Linked DNA regions of Lactuca sativa: region 1 is linked to region 2. Evidence: chromatin contacts called from public Hi-C data. All regions are on one chromosome and are shown on one strand. The core of a region is the stretch at or near the end of the contact, and the rest is flanking DNA. Distances in the headings are between cores, read along the strand shown.

Region 1 (3,464 bases), core at 465-2,964, 200 kb after region 2:
AGCATTTTAGGATTCAAACTATGTTGCAGATATAGACAAGGGAAGTCATTGGCTAGTCATGCATGTGTGCTCAAGAGTTTATTTTGTTAGTTGCAAGGCTACTCTTCAACTTTTTGTTGCTTTACCCGCTATCAAGGTCAAGCATATGTCCTTGATGGAAACAGAAAAGAAAGTTATCTAGTTAATTGGTTTGGTGAGTGATCTACTTGATGTTTGGCAAGATCCTGTATTTATATATTATGACAGCATGAGTGCCATTTGTTTAGCCATGGACCAAGTCTTTCATAATTGACGAAAATACATAGATCTCTTATATTATTTCTTTATATATGGGAAGTCATTGAAGTGGTGAATATCTTGAGGCATGATATCTTGGAAAACATGTTCATGAAATCGATTCGGAAGCACAAGTTTCAACACTACTTGAATTTTCGTAACATTAAAAAATGAGTCGATTGTACTGCCCACTGCGGCGTCCCTAGTTTTCGAGGTTCTAGGCGAGGAGGCCGAGCTTTGCCAAATGACACTAAGCGTCCTAAAATGCATGTAGGAATTAGGTAACTAATTCCAATGGAAAATAGAAGCGATCTTATTTTCAAACTGATTATTTCTTCACAAATACGTTCTTATATCTTTATTAACAGTTTTGTCTGTCGAATACGATCTCTTTTATCCTCTTGTGATTCGTTGTTACTCATAAAGAACATTGACTAGAAGTAACTCATAAAGAACATTGACTAATAACTAACAGGTCTGGGGTTTATCCGAACCACTTTTATGACACCTTGCAACTATATATACATGAATATGCATGAAGCACATATGCTAATTGAATCATCTACAGCCGAATATATAATCCTACTAAAATCCTAACTTGTAGGCCATACAGTAGTTAGACCAACATGGAGGGTGTGTATGCTATAAGATTTCCCATCATTGACCATGGTTATTAAATAGAGCCTTAGAAACTTTTCCTTTTATGAAAAGTTTTATATATGCCTTTCACATCATACAAAAAATACCTTCCATTTTAAGATATAATATTATGCCTACCCTTGAAACGTGTTGGTCTGGCCTGCTACCACCAAATGAAGAGATATCTTGGACCATGTATTATTACTTGTACAACATGATATCAAAATTTATATGACAAAAACTTAAAAATTGACTACACAGTTCAATAACCATATATATAAGGCCGCCAACTAAATATGCTACAAGTTTTGAACTTGTAGTGCATAAATACTTTTCTCACATTACCCTTTCTCTATCGGTTAGCCCATGCCTGGGAAAACGAAATAGAGCGAATTGAAAGCCGAAAGAACATAAAAACAAAGGAAAAAGATTGGTGTTTTAGCTTTTTGTGGGGTAGAAAAAGCACTAAGAACATGTAGTAGTACTCAAAAGAAAGAAAGAAAGACATGGGTATGTACCATAACTTGTTTCGATTATGGTTCACAAATTAAACCCTGCAGAATCAATCTGTGCCATACAATATATTAAAAGAGCAACAGAGTTGCTTATGGCAAGCAAAGATAGATGGTGAGTTTGTTATATACATGTTCTAGATTCAACTACAAATCAACATCAACTTTACATAATTTTCCAAAAGATTTATATATATTGAAATACATATATAATGCCAATTATATATAAACAGAACAGTGCTAAAATCTTAACAAAAATGCGGTAGGGCTAATCTTTATCATGTTGATTAATGATCTTCTTATATTGGTATAGTGGAGGGTAACCTTTAGAGTTGTACATGTTCCTTTGCCTATATAAAGCAAGCTCCTCCATAAAATCTTATAAGCGTGAAGTGAAGCTACACACACACACACACAGATCTAGAGAGAGAAAGCTCTTGAACTTTGCTAATCTTTTCAAGGATCTTTCCATAAGGTGACTTGAAAAAAAAAAACAATGGTAAGTTTTATCAACTTATGTCAACCTCAAGGCTTGATTTTCTTAAACCATATCTTGTGCTTGATCATTTGAAACCCTAAATTCTGTTTTGATGTTTCGTTGAACATGTAGATCATCAAAGTGTATTTAATTTGTGTCTTTTCAGGATGGAAAGCAGGGTTGGACCGTTGCTGATGCAGTAGACTACAAGGGGTTCCCAGCTGATAGGTCCAAAACCGGCGGTTGGGTACCTGCTGCCCTAATTCTTGGTCAGTTCAAACATAATTATTGGCTTCATTATTTTCGTATCCAAACGTATTTTATCGTATATACGTTCATTAATATTTCATATATAGTGGTCTCATGATGATAAATATTTGGGTCCGAGGTTCGGGTTCAAGTAAATTATTAAGATCAATGAGCACAAACAACATAGTTATATAGCCTATCTAGCTGGCTGAATCGGACAAACTTGATCAAAAACTGGACCACCCACTAGGTTTTTGAGTGTAATTTTGTAATTGGCATCTATATATATTGATGATATATTCCATAAAAAAATATAAAAAAAGAAAAAAAAAAATTGGATAGATCTAGCTATATGATCCAATGTCACACCTTGGGAATAATCTTTCTTTTTCAATTCGTAAATTGAAAAGCCATATGGGAGGTGGCAAAAACTTGATGGAAGGTGGTTGAAAGATTGTTATGCAAGTCATTGTGCATGATTCATGCAGATTGCATGCAAGATAATATACCAAAATGTTTTCATTTGATTACAGATTACTTAACATATAATTCAATTTTCTATGCAAAACCCACTGTGAATTCATCAATATTACAAAGCCATGAATTTTGATATGGTGTTTTTGATTTATAGTTAAGATTTAATTCACCCAAATTCTTGGAAAGTAAAAAAAGGAAGCCAAAAGTTTTCATCATAAGCATACACATAGCTTTTTCTTAAAGAAGTATTTCAATATTGCAAGTCAAAGCAACCGTGTAAGTGTAAATAAAAAATATATTTTTCGATAATTATATTTAAAGAGTACACATTTATTTTTAGAATATGGTATATGCTAGTAATCAATCATTGTACCCTTATAATTATTAAGATATGTTTGGCCCCATTAATCAAAAGGTACATTCAACATGGTGAGAGTAGGGAGAAAGGCAATCATTCCTTAATTTGAAAAGGATATAATTGAATATAACGATGTCAAATTCGTCTTTTCATCGTAATTTTTTAAGGTGATTTTAACTATACCTCATTATATATATCTAACTTTTATATCTTTACTTTTCAATATATCTAACTTTTATATCTTTACTTTTAAATATAATATGTTATTTATATATTATCGGTGATGATATAACATAAGAAATGACAATGTAGAGTGATTAAACATAAAGTGTATAAATAAACCTTTAAATTAAAACCACATAGAGATATAAATAAACTTAAGAGTAGAGCAGTGGATATTAGGATTAGACGGAAATATGTCTCCGCTAAAGGTTAAAGGTCCAACTCTTTTTTGAAACAAAATTATATAGCCTTA
Region 2 (3,378 bases), core at 65-2,564:
TCTACAACTTATTTTTATGTGTATTTTTAATGTGTGAACTTGTAGACGTCAAATTCGTGACTTATGTATGTATGTTTAGAAAAATAAGAAAAAAAGATGAAAATTATAGAAACCGGTTGACCCGACGGTCTAACCAGTTAAACCGGTTGAACCGGGAACCGGTCGTCATACCGGTTCAACTAAAAAACCGGTTTTTAAAACATTGGTGAACGCAGTGCGGTTATTAGTCAAAACCTCACCACTAACCGCAAATGCGGTTAATCCATTTTCAAAACCGCTTTGTGCGGTTATTTTAGCGGTGTGGTTAGACGGTTATTTTTGGGGTGCGGTTTTGTTTTTTTGTGTTGCGGTTATTAACCGCATGAATTTTGTGCGATTATTTTGCGTGGTTTTTAACCACAATTTAGAGCTTAAACGGTTTTAATAGTTCAAACATATTACTTGTAATAATAAAAAACCATAAAACATAAGACAATTAACTTAAATCACAAAGAACTAATATCTTAAAAACGTCAAATCAATAGTAATTAACAATAAATATCCTAAAATTGTCTAATTTTACCATTTTTCAAAGTTAAACATAACAAAAGACCAAAACTTTTGTCTTCTAGTATTTTATCCGTCATTCTTCCATGAAACTTGTCTTATTTTTAATATTTAATATATTAATAATTAATAAAAAAATTATATACAATATATGTGGTGCGGTGCGGTTTATTTGCGATCTTTGAAAACTAATAACCGCACCGTACCGCAAAATTGCGGTTTTTGAAAAACAGAAAACCTCACCATTGTTTTTTATTGTGGTTGTGGTTTATGCGGTTTTTACGGTTAATTTTAGTTGTGATGCGGTTTTTACTCACCCCTAGTTGAGAGATGGGCTAGGCAACTGAGCACGATGGTGCAACCGAAGATAGAAGGACTTTGAGCATGATTTTGACTTCAACTCGGAGGACAAAGCATCGGAGGAAGCTGCAAGTCCTGTTTGTTCATTGATGCCCTGTTGAGGAACTTGAGGCATGACGACCGAGGGGGGGGGGGTGGTGATCCATTGTGGTTTGACATGTCGGCTGTCAAAATGACAACTATATATTATACTGTAGTAACCTACTAGAGGGTGAAAAATCTGCTAAATGATATTTATGGGAAAAAAAAGCATTGAGAAATATCTATGTGCATAAATATGATGTTAGTATAAAACGTTTTTTTTTTCTTTTTTCTTTTTTGGTGTGTGTGTGAGACAAATTTAAGGATTTTTTTTGTAAATATTTCCTAAATGTAACAATATATGTTAAACGATACATGTCACGTGAAACTTGAATTGTTGAGAAAGGCATTCTACTTCCACGACTACAATTCTACCATACCTAACCCTTTTTCTCCCTCGGGGTTCCTAATCGAATTAGGAATATCTCTCTCAATTCCTATTCCCTCATCTAATTTTATCGACATTTCTTCTCAAATCCGACGATAAATTCACTAATATATCCGAAACCCCACTTGATCTAACCATAAATCTAACCGATTACCTCAATTTCTATCCATCAGTTGATGGCGGGTTGCAATTTCGGAGTTTCGTTGATTCATTCCAGGTAATCTCACTACTTATCGATTTACTCTTCGATTTCGATCATCTACTGTGCCCTTTAGAATTTGTTAGAAGCTTCGATCTTTCTAAGATGGATGGAAACAAAGACGAAGCGTTGAAGTGCTTAAAAATTGGGAAAGACGCGTTAGGGTTAGGCGATCGAACTCGCGCTTTAAAATTCATCAAGAAAGCTCAACGATTAGATCCTTCTCTTCCCGTTGACGATCTGTTATCAACTCTAGAAAGCACGAATGAATCACCAAAGTCACCCCAGACCGGTGCCGGTGATGGTGATAGCTCTAACGTTCGGCGTAGGGTTCCGGGAACTGGATCTTCATCCGGTTCATGTACAGAAGAACAGATCACAATCGTGAGGGAGATCAGAAGGAAAAAGGATTATTACGATATACTAGGGATCGAGAAAACTTCTAGTGTTGAAGATGTTAGAAAAGCTTACAGGAAACTCTCTTTGAAAGTTCATCCTGACAAGAACAAAGCACCAGGATCCGAAGAAGCCTTCAAGAAAGTCTCCAAAGCTTTCCAGTGTTTAAGCGTTGATGAAAATCGAAAACAGTATGATCTAGTCGGGTCAGATGAACCCACTTATGAAACGCAAACAACCAGGCGTAGGACCCATCAAGGATTCAACAATGGCTTCTTCTACAATCAAGAAGTTGACGCAGACGAGATTTTCAGAAACTTTTTCTATGGTATGAACCCAAGAACCACAACCCAATTCACAGGGTTCAATTTTGGACCCGGAATGGGTACCAGAACAGGTGTAAACGGGTCGGATGGGTTTAACATACGGGCTTTACTTCAATTTTTGCCAGTTATCATCATTCTGATTTTCAGCTTCTTGCCTTCTAATGAACCTGTTTATTCTCTTCAAAGAACATATACTTATGATTATCGTTTGACTACACAAAAAGGGGTTAATTACTTTGTGAAATCACGCAACTTTGAGCAAAAGTATCCATCAAATAGCCATGAAAGGATTCAGCTTGAAGGAAGGATTGATCATGAGTACGTGTCGATTCTTTCTTATAATTGTAGATTGGAGGCACAAAGGCTTCATTGGGGTTATCAACGTGAAACGCCTAATTGCGACATGTTGAGGCAGTTTGATCCTACTTTGGTGGATTCACATTGAAGGTCCGGTTGCTTTTTTTTTTTTTTTTTTTTCTAAAAAAAATACTTATATGGTAATTATTATTATATGGTTTTTGAAAATAATGTTGCATTGGTATTTACTATCAACAAGTGTACTTATAACATTCATAAAAGATGATGATTTGTGTATTTTTTGTAATAGCTTTAAAGATTGGAAAGCTTGGTGCTTTATATGGAAACACATTTTTAGATTTTGGTTTTTTTTTTCTTCTTTTGCAGATTGTAATTCAAAAAAAATCTTGAAGCTCTGAGAATATGCAAGTCGATTTGCATTTTTTGCAGCAAAGTTGTAAAAGCAGCATCAGACACAGATAGATTATTTAGCTGAAACTTTTATATATTTTTTTTGAAGTCTGAAATTAATTTGTTACTCGATTATTTTGAGCTGACTTTGGAGTATTTGTTTTATAAATTGCCATATTTTTCTTATTTGTGCGCTTGTTTGAAAGTTGGAGTGACCTTATGTCCGATTGAGTTGTGTTACTTTCATCACAATTGAGTTAAGAGTGATGCACGTGTCGGACTTTCTTCAATGAAAAGAGGCATCATTGAAAAGTGCAAACTTTTATGGTGGATGAACAAAAAGTAAAATTGAATTTCAAATTACTTATTGACTT

Evidence for each region. Hi-C and Micro-C count contacts between places; a contact is called where the count stands out from the background.
Region 1: a contact with region 2 is called in a Hi-C map of leaf, with 4 times the contacts expected there. The contact joins the promoter of LOC111893354 here to the promoter of LOC111893328 in region 2. A contact is called at or near these places in 2 of 4 Hi-C or Micro-C datasets (both in leaf).

Annotation. Positions count from the first base shown.
Region 1 is chr7:62,491,191-62,494,654 of Lsat_Salinas_v11, forward strand. It overlaps LOC111893354 (protein NRT1/ PTR FAMILY 6.2), which reads left to right and starts at 1,715. Exons shown (of 5, transcript XM_023889421.3): 1 at 1,715-1,926; 2 at 2,072-2,174. The coding sequence starts at 1,924.
Region 2 is chr7:62,289,692-62,293,069 of Lsat_Salinas_v11, forward strand. LOC111893328 (chaperone protein dnaJ 49) reads left to right here and starts at 1,315. Exons shown (of 2, transcript XM_052765950.1): 1 at 1,315-2,743; 2 at 2,981-3,190. The coding sequence starts at 1,680. The coding sequence ends at 2,741.